Regions from separate parts of the Mus musculus genome. Here region 2 is linked to region 1. The links are chromatin contacts, called in public HiChIP or PLAC-seq maps. All regions are on one chromosome and are shown on one strand. Each heading gives the region's core, a stretch centred on a gene start, on an enhancer-like site or on the middle of the called end of the contact. The rest is flanking DNA. Distances are from core to core; before and after follow the strand shown.

Region 1 (6,037 bases), core at 1,238-3,737:
AAATTAAGTTTCCAATAGCCAACAAAAATACTTGACAAACTTTACTGACCAGCTTTGAGGAAGCAATGATTCTGGCCTACAGGGTCACATGCACTCTCACTCATACACACACACACACACACACACACACACACACACACACACAGAGAGAGAGAGAGAGAGAGAGAGAGAGAGAGAGAGAGAGAAACACAACTTCCTTCATAATACTAAAAAGAATTAAAATTAATTTTTTTAACAAAAAGAAGAAAATTTAAACCATGGTTTCATGTTTTTGGATCTACCTAGTATTTTAACCAAGTGAAATAATTCCATGATTGCTGGATTTTCTGAGATTTTGATGGTCAGAATATTTCATTTTACTTTACTCAAGCTATATCTGATATACAGACAAGACTTATAAGGTATAAACAAGGGTCATGACAGAGTTTATATTGAAACCTACTGGGTAACTAAAAAGAAATATATTTGAAAAATGTGGGTTGATCAAACATAATCATGTACCTGTAATAATAATTTTAGGTATTTTTGCTTGTCTAATGGGAATAAATCTAAATCTGCCCAGTCTATACTCCAAGCATATCTTCTTGATGATAAGTGCTAGTCTTCTTAAAATAAATAATTGGTTTGGTGCCCAGATTCCGCTGAGACTAGTCTGTGCAGGTGAGAGTGTGGACTACAGAAGCTAACAGCTTCTGGGACAGGCAGAAGCCACAGACCTTCTGAAGCAGACCCCATTTCAGGCTCCAGACATCCAGGCACCTTCCCTGCCAGAGCAGAGGTGTCCACACCGCACAGGAAGGCTTTGCCACAGCACCTGGGGGAGCCATCCTGGTTTCCGGATCCCACCAAGACTAGTCTGCATAGGTGAGAGTTTGGACTACAGAAGCTACACAGATTCTGGGACAAGCCCAGTTTCGGGCCTTCATCTTCTGCCAGGATGCAGGTCCAAGTGCCAGATATCTGTCCACCTGCCCTGCAAGAGGAGAGCTGGTGAGGATGTGGAGAAAGAGGAACACTCCTCCATTGTTGGTGGGATTGCAAGCTTGTATAACCGCTCTGGAAATCAGTCTGTTGGTTCCTTGGAAAATTGGACATAGTACTACTGGAGAATCCTGCAATACCTCTCCTGGGCATATATCCAGAAGATGTTCCAACTGGTAAGAAGGACACATGCTCCACTATGTTCATAGCAGCCTTATTTATAATAGCCAGAAGCTGGAAAGAACCCAGATGCCCCTCAACAGAGGAATGGATACAGAAAATGTGGTACATTTTCACAATAGAGTACTACTCAGCTATTAAAATGAATGATTTTATGAAATTCCTAGGCAAATGGATGGACCTGTAGGGCACCATCCTGAGTGAGGTAACCCAATCACAAAAGAACTCACACAATATGTACTCACTGATAAGTGGATATTAGCCCAGAAACTTAGAATACCCAAGATATAAGATACAATTTGTGAAACACATGAAACTCAAGAAGAATGAAGACCAAAGTGTGGACACTTTGCCCCTTCTTAGAATTGGAAACAAAACACCCATGGAAGGAGTTATAGAGACACAATTTGGAGCTGAGACAAAAGAATGGACCATCTAGAGACTGCCATATCCGGGGATCCATCCCATAATCAGTTTCCAAATGCTAACACCATTGCATGCACTAGCAAGATTTTGCTGAAAGGACCCAGATATAGCTGTCTCTTGTTTGCCTATGTCGGGGCCTAGCAAACACAGAAGTGGATGCTCACAGTCAGCTATTGGATGGATCACAGGGCCCCCAATGGAGGAGTTAGAGAAAGTAACCAAGGAGTTAATGGGATCTGCAACCCTATAGGTAGAACAACAATATGAACTACCCAGTACCCCCCAGAGCTCGTGTCTCTAGCTGCATTTGTATCAGAAGATGGCCTAGTCGGCCATCTTGGAAAGAGAGGCCCATTGCTCATGCAAACTTTATATGCCTCAGTACAGGGGAACGCCAGGGCCAAGAAGTGGGAGTGGGTGGGTGGGGGAGTGGGTCAGGGAGCGTGTGGGGGACTTTTGGGATAGCATTGGAAATTAAATGAAATAAATACCTAATAAAAATAAAATTAAAAAAGTAATGAAAATAAATAAATAAATAAAATTTTAAAAATTCTGTCAATAACTAATAATTCAGAGATAACAATTGGGGCCTCCTCCACTCTTCTAAATTACTTAAGGTGTTCATCTCATGATAAATATCTATAATTGTTTTGAATTAATGCATTTTGCTGTCCTTTATTGCATCTTCCTGCTTTTACACACTACCTGCTCAATACTTGTCAATGTCTCCTGGCCCACAAAGGGGCAGTAACTCAAGATTCTGCAGGGCATGTTCTGAATCCACAGTCAAATGATTTGCAAGACCCAGAAGAACTGCTGATAATCCTTTCAGAACTAGTCCCCAGGATGAACTGCACCTGGAACTTACACATATGACCACCAGATGGCACCCTTGATCTTCTCATGAACCCCTGTCTCCAGATCTCACAATCCATCTCACCTCGACGTATGAGAAGCAATCGGGGTTTACTGTAAATGGTGGAGCTTTGCTATATAACATGCCCTGGTGACTTCTTACAGTCACAGAAGGTATCTGTCTAAATATCTGCCAGTGCTTCTCTGGGATAACTGGTGATACTAGGCTTCAATAACCATAGCATGTATTTGCAGATGGCAGTACCCTCCCCTACCACAACTTCTTTCTTTTCCTAGATCCACCAGGAAGTCCTCAATGAGAACTTTCAGTAAATGTAAGTAGTGTAAAATTAACCACAGTGAAAGACAGGAACTTCTCAGAGTAGCAGAGAGAGAGAGAGAGAGAGAGAGAGATCATAGTTTACATTTTTTCAAAACCTCATATTCCCTTGCAGAAACTGCTTATAAAATGCTGCTTTTATGTTTAGAGTTCTCCCTAAAAGCTATGTGACAAAGCACTTATTTCCCAGTGCTTTTCCACAGCACTTGGTAGTTCTGCTAATCAATGTTAATGTTTTCCAATTGTCCTCAGTACGACAATTATGTGTGCCCTTTGTGAGAACAAAGTGGGGTATTTCCACGTTTGTTAGGATCTCTTGTCCCTGTCTTGGAGTATGAGTCACCTATCTATACATTTCCTTTCATCTGGAGATTTCAGCTGATCTAATCACGACAAATATGGTGTTCAGTTGGTTTATGGAGTTAACTATCATTTCAAACTTCTAGTGTTCTGGGCATATGGTATTTCTATATAACAGAGTGTAGTGGAAGAGTCAGAATAAGAAAGAAGAGAAGCTGTTCTAAAGACAGAAAGTATGAAAAAGCCACAGAAATCCACACTGAATATGACCAGGATTGCTGAAAAGTCTAGAGAAAGGGAGAAGAAAAGAACAGTAACAAAAGTAGCCAAAACATTCTTGAAAAATGTCAGGAGTAGTACCACATAGCTTCTGGTCTCACTGTTACAGGTGCATAACTGAAGTCAGTAATATTTCCAGGTTATTATGCCCTGGAACAAAGATTTGAACTGAGGCACATGGATAGTAACAGAAAGGGAAACAGACAAGGAAGATGTTCACTTAAGGAGAAAAACAATTCCAAGTTCACACTATACCAGAACTGGAGAGAGACCAAAGCACATAAATGATTAATAAAAACAGAATTTCTGAGTCCCTTGTTCTGAAGATGTTCCCTATAAGGCTAAGTTTCCATAACCCTATTCTCTTCACCTTCACCAACTGTGGGTCTCTGTGATAATTGCAATCTACTGTATAAAGAAGCTTCTCTGAGCACAGTTGAGAGATGCACTAAACTGTTCTGCAAATTGAATTCAGATCCTCATTCTTTTAAAGCAAGCATTTTATTGACTAAGCCATCTTTCCAGAATCATATATATTCATTTCAATTAGGAAGTAAATAACTGCCTGGGAGTTTAATGTATCACTTAAGTCCCCAAATTTTTCCAACTTTATATACTAACGTGAGTTCAGTGTCTTAAAGGCATAATAATTCTGTGCTAATATCCACTTATCAGTGAAAGGAAAGGGAATAGCATTTGAAATGTAAATGAAGAAAATATATAATAAAAAGGATTTTAAAAGTTATAATAATTCATTATATGTTGTATGAAAAGTGGAAAGTGTCTGCTATGATGGTTTGAATGATATATGTCCTCCTTAGGATGTCGTATCTAAACTCGTTGTTGGTACTGTTTGGGAAAGGGTATAACATCACAGGAAGAAGCATAATATTTAGAGTTGACATGGAGAAGTCATATGCTTGTCTGTTTTGAGTTCACTTGTTCTGCTTCATGTGTGCAGAAGGTGTGATCTCTCAGCTTCCAACACCTGCCTCCATACATGTTGTTTAGAGCCAAATGTTCTTTCCACAGAAGTGTCTAATATCTCTGGATCACTAAGTCCAAATTAACTCTCTCTTTCTTAAGTCACTTTGGGTGACAGTATCATAACAACAGAAATATAACCAAAACAGAAGTCAGTACCAAGAGTAGGAACAGAACCTGACTGTATAGTTTTTCTGAAGTAAGTGGAAGACCTTGACACTTTGGACTAGAAAAGTGTTTTGATGCTTTGAGCAAAATTATCAGACCATTCTGATAGGAACCTAAAACATAGTAGTGCTGAGAGCAAAGTGCACTGAAGACTACCAGCTCAAGAGGTTTAAGATTTGAACAATATTAACAATTAAGCTAGAGGCCATTCCTGTGCTGTTTTATTAAATAATTTGGCTACCATCTACCCCTGTCCAAAGAACTTGGCTGAAGATAAAGAGGAAATGGGGCCTACACATTACAGCCTGTGTGCCTCCCAGGAGATCCTCAGTAACCAAAGACACAGGTGAAAATCTTGCCCAAATATGCACACCAGCTGGGATAACCAGGGACCCAGCTGATATGGGACAGACCCCCTCCCCATCCCCTGAGCTCCACTTTTCTTCTGATCTGCTTTCTACTTGAGTCAGATCAGCTGACTGATACCTGCCCACACACTGAAGCCTGCATGCCACCCAGGAGGTCCTCAGTAATCAAACACAGATCCAAGGTGATATAGAACCCACCCACCCTGCCTAGGTCTGCCTTCCTCTGGACCTCTTTTCCACCCAGGCCATATCAGCACCCATACCCTTCCCAGACCTACAGCCTATCTGCCTCTCAGGAGGTCTTCAGTAACCAGGGACATAGAAGACCAGTTCTAACCAAAGTCAAAAGAGGCCCAACCTAACCAGAGACAGTATTGCCTGCTTCCAAGGAGACAAGCTCTACCTGCCTCCAAAGAGGATGGCTCCAGTCAGAGGAACACAAACCATTTAACATCAGAACCAGAGTGCCAGAGGCAAGCACAAGATCATAAGTGACAAAACCTGATGCAATTTGGAACCATCAGAACTGAGTTCTATCACCACAATATGCCCTGGATACCCCAACACACCTGAAAAGTAAGATAATAACATAAAATCCAATCTCATGAAGATGATAGTTGCCTTGAAGGAAGATTAAAAAGAACTCCCTTAAAGAAATAAAGGAAAACACAATAAAGCAGGTAGAAGTCCTTAAAGAAGAAACAAATAAAACATTTAAAGAAATACAGGAAAATACAATAAAGCAGGTAAAAAAAATTTGAACAAAATGTTCCAAGAACTAAAATTGGAAATAGAAACAATAAAGAAAATATACATGGAAGCAAGCCTGGAGATGGACAACATAGGAAAGAGATCAGAAGCTACAGATACAAGTATCACCAACAGAATACAAGAGATAGAAGAGAGAATATCAGGCCTAGAAGATACCATAGAAAATGTTAACACATCCATCAAAGAAAACACAAAGTGTAAAAAGGTCATAACCCAAAATATTCAGTAAATTCAGGATGCTATAAAAATATCAAACCGAAGAAGAATAATAGAAATAGAAGAGGGTAAAGAATCACAGTTCAAAGTGCCAGAAACCATATTCAACAAAATCATACAAGAAAATCTCCCTAACCCAAAGAAAGAAATGGCCATAAATGTACAAGAA
Region 2 (5,191 bases), core at 1,969-4,468, 790 kb after region 1:
AGGCCCTCACCTTCCTTCTTCCCCCTCCTTTTCTCTGCTGTGATTACACCAGCTTCAAAGTTGATCAGAGAACTCAATGCTTACACAGGTCCCTCTTTATTTGTAGTCAGTCCCCTCACCCGAATCCAGGGAGGTTGGAGGACTCCCATTCACTGGTCTATATCTCTTCTCACTGACCAGTTGGAGCCCGGCCTGAAAGGAGCAGCAGGACAGACTTCCAAGCACAGGGCAGCAGAGTCAGGATCAGGTGTTCACAGCAAATCTTGACTACACAGCAGAAGGAAAGGGTGAGCTACAGGAGATGATGCTCTAAACACACACATATAGGAAACATCTTTAGAAAAAGGAATGGATTTCTTAATGAATGGGAAACATTTTATGATTAAAAATAAGAGATCAGAACAGCAATACATAAAGATAATGAAATTTAAAAAGTAACACCAACAACTGACTTTGTAAAAATATCAATATAATTGAAAGAACACATAGGCATAATGACTTTGAAAATGAGCACAGCCTACTCTGGTAGAGGGAATGACATTAACAAGACAGTGTTACTCGGGAGGCAGAGGCAGGCGGATTTCTGAGTTCGAGGCCAGCCTGGTCTACAGAGTGAGTTCCAGGACAGCCAGGGCTATACAGAGAAATCCTGTCTTGAACCACTCTCCCCGTCACACACACACGAAAAAGCTTGTGTCATCCCATGTCAACATCCAAGTCAGAGGCCTCAAGATCTGGATCACAGGTGTGCCCTCAATATCTGGATTGCACTTCATTCCAGATATAGTCAAGTTGACTACCAGGAATAGCCACCACAACCAATATGCATAAATTAATACATGCTGGAAAATTACAAAGACATTCACCCTGTGTGAACTAAGTCCTTCTTCATAATGGTGATGCCCGCAGCTGACTCCTTTGAACTTTAGTCTGTGGTCTAGCTATCCTGTTTCTTCTAAGAGCATACACAGCAAGCTGCTCCTCCTACTCTGGTCTGAAGGCAGAAGGCATGCTCCACAGGCAAAAGCCTTCACCTGTTACTGAAATGAACACTTCATTACATGACTCAAATGGGGAATTTTAAAACACTGGTGTGGTACAATCCTTTATCTCAATAATTTAAGAATTTTCATCCATAGGAAAACAAGGTTATTGCCCGGGGAGCATGAGACTGGGATCAAAGGTGCCTGAGTCAACATAGCGTGTCATAGAAACACTTCTAGTAAAGGGAAGAAGATGCAGCTCTCCTAGAATCTTTACACCTTCCCCAGGAGAAATCGCTCCGTAAGTGATTACAAGACTAATTAAGAAAAATCTCTTTCATTGCAGCATGCATTCAGCTCTGGCTAATGCTTAGAGAAGAGACAGCCAAGAACAGATTTTACATTCCACATATGCTGTCTCATGTAAGTCTCTCTTAGGTTCAGGCCCCAGGTGATATTTTAAGCAATTTAAATATGAACTGGAGACCGAAAGTCCCACAGATGGGAGATTTACACAGCAAAGATATAACCAGAATTATTTTTAAGTATACCAGTGCACTGAAACAGCAGGCCACTCTTTGGTGATGGGGTTCTGAGTTTGAGGTGCCAGAAGATGAGAAGGTTGGAAAAGTAGAAGAAAGCAGTGGTGGCAAACGCCTTTAATCTCAGTACTTGGGAGGCAGAGGCAGAGGTAGACAGATTTCTGAGTTCAAGGCCAGCCTGGTCTACAGAGTGAGTTCCAAGATAGCCAGGGCTACACAGAGAAAACCTGCCTGGAAAAATAAATAAATAAATAAATAAATAAACGGAAGAAAGTATCAAAGCTGTGATGGGGGTGTCTTGGATAGGCTGTCTTATGCCACACAGGCTTCTGAAGAACAGCATCCTGTATACTTCTTACAGGGGGAAAATGGAACAAGATACGAGACTTTTATGAAGTCAGCACAAACTACTATACAGTGAGAAAACCACAGGAAGGAGCTAATAAAAGAAAGCTGGAGAAACAGGAAGAGAGAACCTCTCAAAAACGTTCCTGACCAAGCCCACACTGGACTCGGGACTGACAACCATAGCCGCATGTGGTGGGATCTCAGGGTCTGAAGCAAGCCATCCCCGAAGGCCCTGGCCCCAGACCTCCACCCGCTCTCCCAAGCACCGTCCTTGCTTTAGAGAAGGAGCTCTATTTTATTCTCAGCACTTCAGGGCCTTAGGGGAAGCTCCCAAGCCTGAGCCCCAGGCTGGCATTGGCTCTGGAGACCTAGAAGGAGCTGTTCTATGCCTTGCTTGACCAGGCCAGTCCTCACCAAAACAGTGTTTTTCCTTTTCAAAAGGTTGTCACCAGCTGTAGTCTTGCCCATGTGGCAAAACGATGCTTTTCTCAAGAAGAAAACCAGACCTTTATGGCACACCAGGCCTTAAAATTGGTTGTGGCCCTATTTTACCCCTTGGAGCCACTTGTTAGAGACCTGCTCTTTGAAGTCAGGATGGGCCTAATTCATGATTGTAAAGCAGAGTTGTCTCCTATGTTATGGTTTGTGGACAAATGTCTGGACAATCCTGGTACACTACCACATGTATTCTAGCATCCTATTCTCCATTCGGCCTTTTTAGCATAGCACATACCTGTGTGGAGTTTTAGGGGCAGTCCTTTCTCACCTACATTCGACTTGCCGTCACTACAAGCATTAGTCTAGATCCTTTACATCAATTTTACTCTTCTACATCACCGCTTAATATTTGAGTGCTATCCGACACACGAGATGCCTTTTACAGGCTCCACAAAATTAACTCGAAATGGGTCTTATACCTACCTGTAAAATGCCTAAATGCTAAGGCCAAAACTTACTATAGAAACTAGGGCTCTCCGAGTTTGGCATCCTGCCAAGGGTATTTCTACACAGAAGCCCTTTCCCCAAATGTTTTGTGTAGATGCAGCCACGCTAGTGAGATGATTCAGTGCCCACCGCCAGGTCCAGAGAGAGAGAAAAGGACCACAGGGAAGCTCACAAGTCTCAGCTTCTGTCAGGCTGCTGTTTACTACTGAGCCCTGGGACGACCCAGCACTCCAGCCCCCTTGGCTCAGCCGCCTGCTCCTCCCCTTTGTGGGAGACCGCCTGGCACTTACCATGTCGGAACTTCTGGGCTTGCCTGAGGTCCCCGCACCCAGGAGCGGTACACAGAACACATCAAGCAGAAACATTCGCGACTGCCAGCTTTAAAAGAGGAACTTGCAAGATCGCACCCGGAAGAGCCCGCCTTCACTTTTGAGTGGCAGATCCGGCTGGATGTCCTGATTGGCTAGTGAATCTGGAGTGACATACACACCACCCATAGGATTAGAGTGTGTTGAAGGGACACAGAGGAATAATTCCAGGCACAGGTTGCCAGCAGAGGCCAGTCCTTTTCCGGGTCTGTAGAAATTTGCATTTCAGTACCACCTGTGTCTGTCTTCCAATTGCTTGCTGGTCTTTTTCCCCCACCCTGGTCAGGGGAAGACCCACAACTCCAATTTGCTGTTGCTGAGTTACCCGCCTCTCTCCACTGTGGGCCACATTGCAAATTTGGAGCTTTCCAAAGCTCCAGTCACAACACTCAGTAGGCACTTCCGCTTCTTCCTTTTGGAATCATTGAGACTTTACTTAGGGAATGTTGATAAGTTCACATATAGGTTTGCCTACCCCTATGCATGCTATGTTAAATCCTCTTCTGAACTTGATCACAAGGTAAAAGCAGAGATTTTTAATGGCATATAGCTCAAAGTCATGCAGAAACATTTTGTAAATTATAAAAGTGATGGACAGAAATGCCTCTAGAATGTCCATCTTCTATTACAAAATCTTAGCTAACCATCCAGTAAATGACGCTGTAAAAGTAGATGGCTAAGGAGCCAATGCTGCCTGTTAATCATTATCTGTGATCTAACCAATAAATGTATCAAAATGTATAGATACAAAAATGTATCAATGTATAGAAAGAACAGAGAACACTAATGCAGAGGACCAACCTCACCTAGGTCTGGATTCCTAAGAGAAGGGGTGTTCGAGAGCAACAGGGAAACAAGCAACTAGAACTCAAATCATGGGTCCAAGCTGCTGGCTTATGTTCTGCTGAGATAGCATTCCAGATGAGATGGCTTCCCAGACTGCTTTCTCTGTGTCTGTGTGTTCTGCTCTGCTCTAGACAGATTTTACCTTCTATTCTAAAACCTCTGAGGTTGAGACAGCTAGCTTTCTGCTTGAGACAGCTCTCTGCTAGTAAAAATTCTAAACGCTCTCTGGATAGCTCCTCAGTTTTCTGACCAAAGTCAGAAAAAACTGATCTAAAAAATTCGTGGCTTTTCCAACCAATTCAAAAAATACTGTTAGAAAAATTCTAAAAGTAATTCTTGGGTTTTCAAAATCAGAAAGGAAAAAAAAATCTGCTGTGTTCACTCTTCACATAGTCTTCTCTGGATAACTGCTAGAAAATATTTTAACAGAGCTGTGTCGCCTCTCTAAGTAATTCTTTGGGTTTCTAACCTCAGACATTAGAATGTTAGAAAAAAATCCTGAAGAGCTGTGTTTGCTTTCCAGAGATATCCAGATAGCTCAGCTCTCAATACTGAAAAAAACATTTTAAAAAGTAGTGCAGTATCTTCCTGCTAGCTCATCATATGCAGATCAAAAGCCTGTTTTTTTTAATTATATATGAATTTGGTTATTTATTCCAGGATCCCTTTTGATTATCCTATGAATCACCAGCCCATAACCCCAGCTCCTTGATGCTTAGGAGACAGCAAGTACATTTTATTTATTTATTTTTAACAATGTAAAAGAATTCAGAAATCTTGCTTAACTCTGTTATGTAGCTGGGTAGGAGTGTGCTGGGGGGACACAGAGTAGTTGCAAGCAGTGGAATGTTTCTATTGAGGCTTACTGGGCTATCCTAGTAGGTATTTGGAAGACTCTGCTGCTGAGAGTGACTTGTACTGTGCAGACCTGGCCCAAGATGTTTCAGTGAAGAAGAACTTCAGTATCTGGCCTAGAGACTGTTTTTGGTGAAGAAGATGGGTGCTTTATGCCCTTGTCTGAAGAGTCTACCTGAGACTAAGGTAAAGAGATTTATATTAGTTGTATTGACAAAAGAAGTCTTTAAAAAAAATCTCAGCAGAGACCTTGTTCTCTTGTTTTGTCTTATGAAGAGTGTTTTAATGAAAAGGAGCAAGCAGG

The links. HiChIP or PLAC-seq counts read pairs in DNA pulled down with a chosen protein or histone mark.
Region 2: an H3K4me3 HiChIP or PLAC-seq map of pro-B cells shows a contact between it and region 1, with 6 times the contacts expected there. The contact joins the promoter of Zfp120 here to the enhancer-like site in region 1. A contact is called at or near these places in 1 of 39 promoter capture datasets (embryonic stem cells) and 7 of 115 datasets of contacts at active chromatin or transcription factors (acute myeloid leukemia, embryonic basal ganglia, embryonic stem cells and 3 more).

What each region holds. Positions count from the first base shown.
Region 1 is chr2:149,347,959-149,353,995 of GRCm38.p6, forward strand. No RefSeq gene overlaps it. Among named protein-coding and RNA genes, the nearest start is that of Cst10, 54 kb to the right of the region's middle. Within about 2 kb of position 2,488, at least 3 of the 459 cell types and tissues checked have an H3K27ac peak or open chromatin away from gene starts, as enhancers often do. A contact at or near this core is called in pro-B cells, where this site is marked.
Region 2 is chr2:150,133,460-150,138,650 of GRCm38.p6, forward strand. Zfp120 (zinc finger protein 120) reads right to left here and starts at 3,219. Exons shown (of 4, transcript NM_181266.2): 1 at 3,109-3,219. The coding sequence starts at 3,183.